Regions from separate parts of the Gossypium hirsutum genome. Here region 2 is linked to region 1. A link is a contact called in public Hi-C data. All regions are on one chromosome and are shown on one strand. The core of a region is the stretch at or near the end of the contact, and the rest is flanking DNA. Distances in the headings are between cores, read along the strand shown.

The links. A called contact is a pair of places that touch in the nucleus more often than the background predicts.
Region 2: a Hi-C map of leaf shows a contact between it and region 1, with 1.7 times the contacts expected there. The contact joins the enhancer-like site here to the promoter of LOC107954757 in region 1. A contact is called at or near these places in 2 of 34 Hi-C or Micro-C datasets (leaf and petal).

The regions. Positions count from the first base shown.
Region 1 is chrD07:38,914,630-38,920,470 of Gossypium_hirsutum_v2.1, forward strand. LOC107954757 reads left to right here and starts at 4,142. Exons shown (of 7, transcript XM_016890413.2): 1 at 4,142-4,318; 2 at 4,414-4,656. The coding sequence starts at 4,493.
Region 2 is chrD07:39,063,754-39,069,469 of Gossypium_hirsutum_v2.1, forward strand. It overlaps the pseudogene LOC107954754. Among protein-coding and RNA genes, the nearest start is that of LOC121219661, 3.3 kb to the right of the region's middle. Within about 2 kb of position 1,723, at least 6 of the 9 cell types and tissues checked have an H3K27ac peak or open chromatin away from gene starts, as enhancers often do.

The DNA of each region.
Region 1 (5,841 bases), core at 2,892-5,391:
GACAAAGTCCAACAATTTGATATTTTGGCTCGAGTTTGTATGAAGTTCACCAAGAAGTTTTTTCTGGCTCAAAATAGGTATTAAGGTTCTATGAATAAGGTTAGATTTTTGGCTCTGGGTTATACCAAACAATGCCTTAGGTCATCCCTAGGTATCTCAATATTCACAAATTTAATCAATCAAATAATCACAAATTTCACTATTTGTCATACATACTAGCATGCTCGTTTCTCTGTATTTTCTATCATTTGGTATATTTAATTACTTAATGCTTATTTACAATGTAATATATAGAATTTAGTAGTCTAGTAATTGAAAATTTAAAATCATTCACTATCATGCCAAATTTACAGCAAATATAGTCAACCTATATACATACTCCAAACCAATCACTTGTATTTCTACAAGCTCAAGTACACTTTGACAAGAAAAATAAAAGAAAAAACATAAAACAAAATAAATAAAATTCCCTATCAAAATTTCTTATGTTGCCCCCACACTTTAGATAATACATAGTCCCTAATGTGCAACCCTAGAGATAAGGAAAGAAGTTACTTGATTGATCGTGAAATTGTCATAGTCTTATGGTGGGTGGTTTCTTCCTTGTTCGTTGACAACTCAAAAATGTCGTGCTTCTTTCATGTGAGGTTCCTACATAGAAACTTTGAACACAAGAAATATATATATTTACTGTTAATCCTACTCCTAAAAAATAGAAATTATCCGAATTAATTGTTTACAATCCAAAAATTAAAATTAAAATTTTAGTCAATCCACCACCTCCTCCTCCTAAGAATACATCTCATCTCCCTCCTCTTCAGATTCCTCATTGTTATTATCTTCCCTTTCCTCGTTATCTTGCTCTTCTTCTTCATGATGGGAATGCATTGGACCAAATATATTTTGCGAATAGTTTGGTACTCTCATGTTGTTCTACCATGCAAATTCTTGAAGATTTGGGCTCGTCTCTTGTATCCATCTTATCATTCATTCCATCTTTGGAATGCTACTCTCACCTATTTCTTTTCGAGATGTCAGTTTTGCTTTTTGTTTAAGTAAAGCTAAGACATCTACCTTTTCCTTTCGGTGTTTGTTCCAATCTCTTATTTGTTTTCGTCGAAGCTCCGTATATTGCTTATATAATGAATATCCTATGAAAGTCTTGGATGGCTTCATGAATTGCTTAGTGGTTGTTATTGGAACTCTGGCCTTTTGCATAAACCCTGGCCTTCATGAACCGCTTCATATAATGATAAATCCATGTCCCGATACACATTTGTTTCTTCTATAAAACAGCATATAACAAAACTGCTCGAAAAGTATTGACGTTAGAGCCATTCAAAGCAGGAGCAATTTGAGTGCATAAAAAGTATCCACATCTTTCCAATAGGGAACATAATTGCTTGACTAAAGAACGTGGTGATATCAGTACCTAAGCAATTTTTCCACTCACCCCTACCCTCTGTTAAATAGTTTATGACGTTATTCATATTAATATCTCTAAAATATTCTAAATCATTTTCTTCTACAGAATCAAATTCATAATATGGAGCGTTATAAAACTCAAAAATCGCTCTAGGGTGACAAGAACTCCTTCCCTCGTGCTTGTATGGTTTCCCATGTGGCACCCTCTTGCCTCTTAGACTCTTAATCCCTAAGTGAAGCATAGTGTTCTTGTACTACTGTGACCACAACAGAGTCTTTAGAGGTTATGCAAAAGCGTTCCCACCTATGGTATTAAACCAATGGCCATATTTCTCTACATAGAATCATCAATGGCTCAAACCCTCGATCTTGTATAAACGTCTTTCCTTGAAGTATTAAATTTTTTTTGATGTTTGGGTTTGGAAATTTTGACGAGTTTGCAACCACCGATGGTTCTTTAATAAAATTTTAAACTAGAAGAACTAACTAGATATCAAGCAATACAATAAAATAGTAAAAATGTAAGTTGAAACTCTTAACCTCGACTTGGAAACTCGTTAATCCTTTCAAAGGTTGTTCCAAATTCCTTTGTGAATACGAAGTGTTTTAACCTGCACTTAGTAAACACGCAAGAAGAGGGAAGAAAAAGTTTTGCTGCAAAATAAGAAGAAAAGAGAAAATAGATTTTAGGATTTAAAAATTTTTGAGAGAATGTAAGGTTAATAAGAGTTTAGAAATTAATTAAAAGTGTTTGAAGGTTAAAATTTTGGTATTTTAAAGTTAAAAACCAAGTTAAAACAAAGGTTAAGTCGTCGGGTTGTGCGACGGGTCGGGTTGACCTTGTAGAAATTTGCAGCGATGTCGCGACATCGGGGTTCCATGTTACGACACCCTTGGCAGGATACCGATATCGCGACAGACTTCAAAATTTTTGAACTCTAGGGTATACTGATTTCTTTGTTGCGACACAAAGGTGTTTTGTCACAACATTGAGTTGAATTACTTTATTTCTTAAACCTGTGAGTGGTGTCGTGACATGGAAGGTCCGTGTTGCGACACTGACTCTGTTTCGGCCCCTCTTCTCGAATTTCAAAGTGTTCGAATTATTTTCTTAATCAATTTAAATAAAATTAAATCCTAAACTACATATGAGTATATTGAAATACAATATTATACAAAAGTTTATCTTAGAAAAAAAAAGTATTGTTGTCGGATTCATCCGTTAGCTCCACCAGTGTATACATGGATGCACTCTTTATCATGTTTCTGTTTGTATTGGTCCAGCGTCCACCATGCCACTCCACCTTATTTCATTTATCCCGCTCCTTAAATTTGCTCTTTTCACCTACACTTATGACAACAAATACCTTTTCTGGTTCAAGATAATTAGAGATTTTTACAGATATCTCAAAACATTGTTTCCTTAATTTTTTTCCTATTTCCCTCATTTTGTTGGTGACAACATTTGAAATTTTTAATATTTCTATTTTCTTTTTCTTTTTCATCATTTTCTTCCCCTTTTTTCTTTTCTTTTCTCCTTTTTTCTTATTCCTACCCTTGTCTTCTTCATCTTTCTTCTTGACTCTTATTCATTTCCTAGTTTAAGGGCCAATTGCAACAAAGAATCGACGTTAGATTCTTGGGTTTTTTTTCTTGGCTTTTTAAGAAAAAACTCTAATTTTTGATATTTCAAGTTCTGGACTTTCAACATTTTACTTTGAATCGGTGTTTTTTTTTTTTAAAAAAATTGTAAAAAAATTCCCCTTCCAAATCTTTTCCTTTTCATGGTTTTCTTCTAATAGGTGTTAAATTGTGCTTTAGCTAGTAATCATAAACACAATGGTAGTAAATGTTGCTCTTTACAGATGGTGCACCATAGTTCGTTGTTAATATGGGTTTCATTTATTTTCATCGTCAATATTGCTTCCAACGCCGCTTTCGACGTTGGCAGTTGCTTGTTTCGCCCGGCATTCTTAATCTCCATCTGTGATAACTGATCCTTAACCACTCAAATGATAAAAATGGCTTGAAATTGAATGGCTTTAAAGCAAAAAGGCATAACTTACTAGGTTGAGGGCAATAATCAAGTAGTACCTTGGACTTATACAACAACAACTAGACTTCCTTGAAGCACAATGGCTATTGGAGACAAGTTCGATGAGGAACCAGACCTTGAATCCCTTAAATACTCCAAAACCATAGGGAAAATTTCAATATTTTAGACCAAAGATCGAGAATTCCTCGTTGAAAGAAGAAAACATGGTTAGATAAGCAAGAAACAAGATCAGACAACAAGGCAATCAAGGTTTGGACAAGATCCACTTGTGTTAAGTCAAAGGGGACCAAGAAAGCGTTTAGAGATGGCGACTTTCTCCTCCCTAAAGAAGAGAATATAGTTGCTGATGATATTGTTGATAAACTCAAGAATTTGCAACAAAACAAATGAAAATTTTAAAAATTTAAAGAATATCAAAGATTCTCAACTTTATTCTAGTCATTAGGTTGTTATTTAAAAAAATTAAGAAAAAATTATTAAAAAAATATATAAAGAGGACGACATGTGATATCGTGCGAGTGGTCAGCACGTCAGCAAAAAAGTAATAGTGTTAGGTTTGAATACCAATATAATAGAGGAAAAAAAGTTCGAGTATCATTCTAGAAAAAAAACTATAAATATCACTAGGAGAAATAGACAAATTTAAATAATATATTTAACCCAATTTTCATGTTAGGTAACGTCTACACCGGTTAACAGAGTTGGAAGAAAAAAAAAGCGATAAACCCGAAGTTAAAAACAGTAATCATTTCTATCTTTTCTATCTTTTCTTCTCCACTAATCCACCTTCAATCCCAATAAACAGTACAGCAAGCGCCATAATACACCAGCCCTGAGGTGGGCCTATTCTCGTTGAGGAACAATCGTTGCACCTTCTCCTTCTTCTCATTTCGCTGCTAATTCGCTGAATCGTTGTTGCCTTTGGTTGCCAGGCTTTGACAAATCCAGATCAACCAGACTTCCTCACACTCAGAGATCCAAACTTTTATTGAAGGCAAGTAAAAGAAGGATATGAACGAGGTGATGATGGCAGCGGATGCGAGCTCGATGAGAGGAGGTGGAGCGACGTCATTTGCGTCGTCTCCGTCGTCGAATCTGCTTCCTAATAACCTCCCTCTCCTCACGGCCTTCCTCGCTTTCGCTCTCGCCCAGTTTCTCAAACTCTTTACCAATTGGTTCGTTCTTTCTTAATCTCTGTATTTCCTCTTTCTTCTTGCTCATTTTCATGCGGCATTTAATTAAATATACTAAATTCAATTAAATTCAAATTCCAGTTTTTGCAAGTTTGGCGAATCGTTACTTTATTGTTGTTTGAAGCGAAAGTTGGGAACTCGTATCTTGGAATATCATTGATTTTGGTTAGGGCTTTTGAGACACACTTTAACTATCAATTGCTCATTAAAAAAACCCATAACTAGTTACTGTGAGAATTTAAAATAGAAATGTTGGTTTATTAGTTAATCAATTGCCCCTGACTGCTAAGAACTTGTTTAGCTCTAGTTAGGGAACCCTTGTTTTGATTCTTTTTTTGGTTACTTGTTTTATGTAATGTCTCATAGGGGCAGTTTTGACGATTGATCATTGGTAACTAAAATGTTTACCAATGTGCCTTATCTGGTTGCATTGTGAAAAAGGGATCTGGTACTGTATTTCTAGCTTCTATAACTTCAATGGACTCCGATTCATTGAAAGCATATGATAATGGTTCCCTTAGTCTTGTAATTATGGGTTTGAATTGAATTTCAAGGCAAGAATATACCTCATCTTATTTTTCCCTTGGTCTTGTAATTACCTGTTTTAATTGAATTGTAAAGCAAGAATATACTTCATCTCATTTTAAGCTCATCATATCTCACAATCTTGGTGGTCTAGGCTTAGAGGTTTTTTTTACCCCCTTCATTTCAGTGTCTCTCCTATATATAAATTCCAAAAACTGCAGTTGCAACCTTATGAAAGGGCTCCCATGCTTGCTTTTCTTCCCTGTGTGCAAGTAAAGCCAGAGTCTTCATTTTTCAAGATGATAGATTCTCATGATGTTTGCAATCTTGAAATTAGGAGTTAGGACCGTTATAAGGTAGATATTTTCTTTCTAAAGTTTTCCACCCATGAAAGAACAAGTTGGTAGGGCAGGTAGATATTTCACACAAATAAATATTGTGGAAAACGAAGAGAAGAAGTAAGGCTAGAGAAACTATTGAGTCTCCTTGCTGACAAGAGTTGTTAAACATGTGGGAAACATTAATAGCAAGGAATACCTTTAAAGGTGTAGTGCCTCATTGTGGACATTTATGATATGAAGCCAGTAATGACCTTAGTAACTTTATATGAGAGACTTTGTAATAATTTAAAGCAGTCTTTCA
Region 2 (5,716 bases), core at 473-2,972, 150 kb after region 1:
AATGCCCTTGACCCATTACTTAGATATTTTTCTAGAATTACCCTTTTGTGTCCATATCACTAATTTATGGTCTAATTCCACATAAACACTTCCAATTTCATGCAATAATTCAATTAAGTCATTTAATCACTAATTAGACACACTTTGCATTTTTTTCGATTTAGTCCTAAAAATTCAATTAGGCACTAAATCATTAAAATTTCTATCCATATCTTCACACAATATTTCAATCAATCAATAATTAATAAAAATTTATAAAATTAAATTATTTCACTTCGGATTTGTGGTTACGAAACCACTATTCCGATTATGCCCTATTTCGGGCTATCACAGAATGATATGACCAAAGTACTCTTAGCAAATTTTTTAGGTAGATGATTATTATTATTAGATTTTAATAGGATAATTATCAAAAATAATTTAATAAAAAACAATAAATAATTTAATTATATTTTAATATAATTATTATTAATATAATTTAATAAAAATAAAAATATATAATTTAATAATATTTTTAATATAATTATTTTTATATTAAATTATATTAAAAAATTTAGTTTTATATTAAAGTATTTTATTTTTATATTTTCTAAGTCTAAATTTTATAGGACTAATATGAAAATTATTTCTTTTTATTATTAAATGTTACATGAAATAGCCATTTTTTTATAATACCAAAAAAAAATATACGGAAAGATAAGATGAAAAATATTGCTTTCAACCAAATAAAAAAATAATTTATCATTAAATGAATGAGGGATTACTGCATTCCCCAACCCAACCAAACATGGTGTTAGTGAGTTTAATCGTAATGTTTGGTGTGTTCATTATCCGTCCTTAGTAAAAGAGGTTTGAAGTGCTTCACACTACTCGTAGGGCTTGGTTTTTGGCTACTGAAGAATGTAACTAAAGAATATATGGGTAAAAGAAGAAAATAAAAAGCAATTGAAGTTGTTAAATTTTTACTAGAACAAAAAGCTTGAGTCTAGAATTAAGACTCCAGTTAGGTGAAATGCATTTTCAACAGACTGAAGAATACTTTTCAAACAGCTTTGCTTGTTAATATTTTAGTTGTAATTTTTTTTAGCCTAAAAAAACCAGCGCACTGTGAATCAAAATCAATGCTATTTGCCGATTGCTATTGCTATGCTACGTAGGAAAGGATGCAAAGTACCAATAAATAAAATATATAGAAAGGTCGTCGCTTTGAACTGGTTTAGCATAAAGTTTTTTTCTTTTTTTAGATACCTCTGCATCTGCTGCAGTCGTCAATGGAGAGAATAAGGGCTTGGTTGCTTGCCTTGGCAGTTGTGGTCGTATGCGGCGTAGCGCAGGTCAGATCCAGTGCTTCTGATCATCGTTACACAGCTGGAGATGAAGTCCCTCTCTATGCTAATAAAGTGGGTCCCTTCCACAATCCCAGGTCTGATTTTTCGTGATTTCTGATGAACTTGGAAATTTTATGAAATTTTGACAGAATTTGGCTAACATTGTTTGCTCTTTTTTTTTTTGCTTCCTTTAATTGACAGTGAGACATACCGTTTCTTCGATTTTCCTTTCTGTTCCTCAGGTTTTTGAGGGTCTATTTAATCCTTAGAATATAACTTTCTTTAGATTTCCCAAGGTAAAGTTATATAAATAAAGAAATTGAGGGTTTTGCATTGCAGCTCCCGTGAAGGAGAAGAAGGAAGCTTTGGGTGAAGTCTTGAATGGCGATCGGCTAGTGAGTGCTCCTTACAGACTTGACTTTTTGGTAACAAGGAGGCTGAAGTTGCTTGCAAAAGGAAGCTGACAAAGGAAGAAGTTGCCAAGTTCAGAACGGCCGTCTCTAAGAACTATTACTTCCAAATGTATTACAACGACCTTCCCATTTGGGGCTTCTTAGGGAAAGTTGATAAGGAAGGCAAGGCTGATCCAAGTGAGTATAAGTATTATCTCTTTAAGCATCTGATATTCGAAATCCTTTACAATAAGGATCGCGTGATTGAGATTACTGTTCGATCTGATCCCAACTCCCTTGTGGACCTCACCCAAGATGAACCTGTAAATGTTGATTTCATGTACACTGTCAAATGGAAGGAAACTGAGACTCCCTTCGAGAAGCGGATGGACAAATACTCACAGTCTTCTTCGATGCCGCACCACTTGGGAATCCACTGGTTCTCAATCATCAATTCTTGTGTAACCGTTCTGTTACTGACTGGTTTCCTTGCTACCATTCTAATGCGAGTTCTGAAGAATGATTTTGTTGAGTAAGAATTATTTCCTTCTGCTCCATACATCAAAAATCCATATTTAATACAAATTACTAGGTTTGACTTTTCACTTCCTGCTTTACTTGTTTAAGAGGTATGCACATGATGAAGAATCTGCAGATGACCAAGAAGAGACTGGGTGGAAGTACATTCATGGTGATGTGTTCAGGTACCCAAAGCACAAGTCTTTGTTTTCAGCGGCTCTTGGTTCTGGCACTCAGCTCTTTACTCTGTGAGTATCATCCATCCTAGTTAACAGTTATTCTCCGAACAAAAGACATAGAAAAGGGAGAGTCAATGGTTTAGTTAAATTTGGCCTTCCATTAAAAGTTACATTTGGGCTATTGTTTCTGAACAATCTGTTGACTATATTTATTTGCATGCTTTCCAGTACAAGTTTTATATTTATCCTCGCTCTTGTTGGGGTCTTTTATCCATATAATCGAGGAGCCTTATTCACTGCTCTGGTTGTCATTTATGCCCTTACATCTTTAATTGCTGGCTACACTGCTGCCTCTTTCTATTGCCAACTTGAAGGAACAAATTGGGTATGCGATACTTGTCTCTTTTCCTGTTGCCTATCTATAAATTATTATTATTTTGGTATTAGAGAAAGAGATGATATTTTACATTTTGAGGACTCCTTTTCTAGTTTATAATCATCATCCTTTTTGCTAAAAATAAATTGGCTCTGCTGGTTAAACCAACTAAAAAAATGTAAGCCATTGTGGAGAAGCAAAGAAGATTGAGGGAGAAACCAAAGATATGACAAAAGCAGAAAGGCTTCGGAAAAGAAAAAAGAAAAGAATGAATCAGTAAAGGCTGGAAATGTCAAATATAAATGAGGTTCGGTTGGAGAATTGACCAGTTTTTCTTCCATACATTCTGATAGGAAGCCACAATATTTGCGCATGTTATCAGAAAGGATTTTAACTTTTTATAGCACTGATTCTTTTCCATGACACTTGTCCAAATTCTATGTTTTACCATATGAGAAGAGAAATTTATTGACCTACAGTAGGACCTTTGTTCAAGAACCTAATAGCCTGACTTGATAGAATAGTTTCATTGATCATCTTTAAGCCCAACCATTTTATTGACAGCACATGGCAGATTGAGTTTTATGGTTGAAATAATTTATACATATGAATTTTCTCAGTTGGTTGACATCTCAATAGCTGACCCATTGACTTGTTTCACTCAACCAATTCATGTCTGTCTGTGGGTTTTAACTATTCATGTAGAGTTATGGTCTTCAAGGCATATAACTATGTTATAAAATCCAAATATTTTTGCATATGGAGTGAGAATATACTTAATCGGAAGTGTTTACAAAATGGCATAATATGTGAATTCCAGTAGTTAGTGTTTGCCAATGAGAACATTTTATGCTCCCTCAATTTTCGGTTTTTGAGAAAAACTGGAAACAGAGAAGATTGCCTCTGAATGATTTGTTACTATAATGTGCATCCTTCCTTGGAAAATTAGAACTGAAAAACATGAGATGAAATTGGTACATAGAAATTTCAGCTGATAATCATAGATGTCAAGCTAAAATTATAATTTTTTTGTTAACATTGAATGAATTTTAGTTCCTTAATTGCTATTGTATTTCAAATTTTGAAATGCCACATTATATTTGAGTCTTATAAATCTCTTTCTTGAAGCTGATTTTATGGTTGCTATTTTCCTAATCTAAGCTCATGCAATGGAAATTGAGCAATTCCCTTATCTTAATCCTGTCCTCTCTTTTCTGCTGAATCTCAATGATAGAAAGTAGGAACTTGGAACGCAAACATGCTAGCCTCCTAATTTTAGATTGGTAACAAAAATGAAAATGTCTTACTTATTATATGTAAATATCTTTTCGATCAGATGTAATATCTATTTCTATCCTTTTCAATGACAGGTGAGAAACTTACTACTGACTGGAAGCTTGTCCTGTGGGCCTCTTTTTGTCACATTTTGCTTTCTTAACACTGTCGCAATTGCTTATAAGGCCACTGCAGCATTGCCATTTGGAACCATTGTGGTGATTTTTCTCATATGGGCTCTGGTCACATCTCCTTTATTAATATTAGGAGGTATTGCTGGAAAGAATACCAAGGCAGAGTTTCAAGCGCCTTGCCGCACTACAATATATCCTAGAGTGATCCCGCCATTGCCTTGGTACCAACAAACTCTTCCTCAGATGGCAATGGCAGGGTTCTTGCCATTCAGTGCCATCTGTATTGAACTTTACTACATATTTGCCAGTGTGTGGGGACATAGGATCTACACCATAGACAGCATCCTGTTTATTGTTTTTATCCTTCTCTTGATTGTTTCTGCTTTTGTCACCGTGGCTATGACTTATTTTCAACTTGCTGCTGAAGACCATGAGTGGTGGTGGAGGTATGCTGTTTTTAGCTTTCTGATTTGCATATATAAAGAAACAGTGAAACACATGCATTTGCAAGTAGGCACAAACATCGTACAAGAACATATAGATGATTGGTTGAATGGAAAATATTTTAAAAATTCTCATATTAATATTATTATTTGGTGCTCAAGTAATTTTTTTTGTCTTTTAGTACATGTTTGGTATGTTTTTTCTTTCAGTTACAATATGCTTACATTCTTGTGGTATATTGGTAGGTGTGCGATAACCATGTCATAATTGGCGTTTTCTCTTCTAGAAATCTGAATCACACTCCATTTGTTCTGTTCCGAAGAAAATATAAGTGACCCATGTGTAAATCTAAATGCTGCTATTGTTTCTACTCTGTGGTTGAGAAGCATTTTGGAGATACATATAGAGCCGGCGATCTTATGATGACGTTTTATAAGAGTGTCAGAAGAAAATATTTTTCTTTAAGTTGGTTATTTTTTCTTTAAAAACTTTCCTGAACCAGATTCATGTTTTTTTAGTATGATTTTTAGTTACTTTTGTCTTGAAAAAGTCATAAGCCGATAAATTGAAACTGGAAGTATATAATCAGTAGCTGGCAGGAGCATTTCTTGAGCCAAATTCTGGATTAGAAATCTTTGGGTTGGGGAATTCATGTTAGATGTATTTATTTTTTCTAAGGTAAACAAACACTTGTTCGAAGCTTGATTCGGAAGGGATAAAAATCTAATATACTTTATATAAAAATATGCCCTAGAAACCTCCTCTTTTCAGGTGCATCGTGAAAACACACGCACACATTCACTCGCTCACTCACCCTCCCTCCCTCCCTCCTGATCTTGCAGAGATATTTATTTTTCTTGCTTCTCCAAGACATCCATCACATCCAACACAATATTCAGCATTACATTCTTCGTTTTACGTCAGTTAAATCTAGAGTATATTTTGAAATATTAATTTCTTATGTTTTTATTCAAAAGAAAACCGGCCAATTGGATCTGCCTCGAGCAAGGTTTTCCCAAAGCTAACTGGGCTTGAATTCGCCCAGTCCATAGATGTCTATATTGCACAT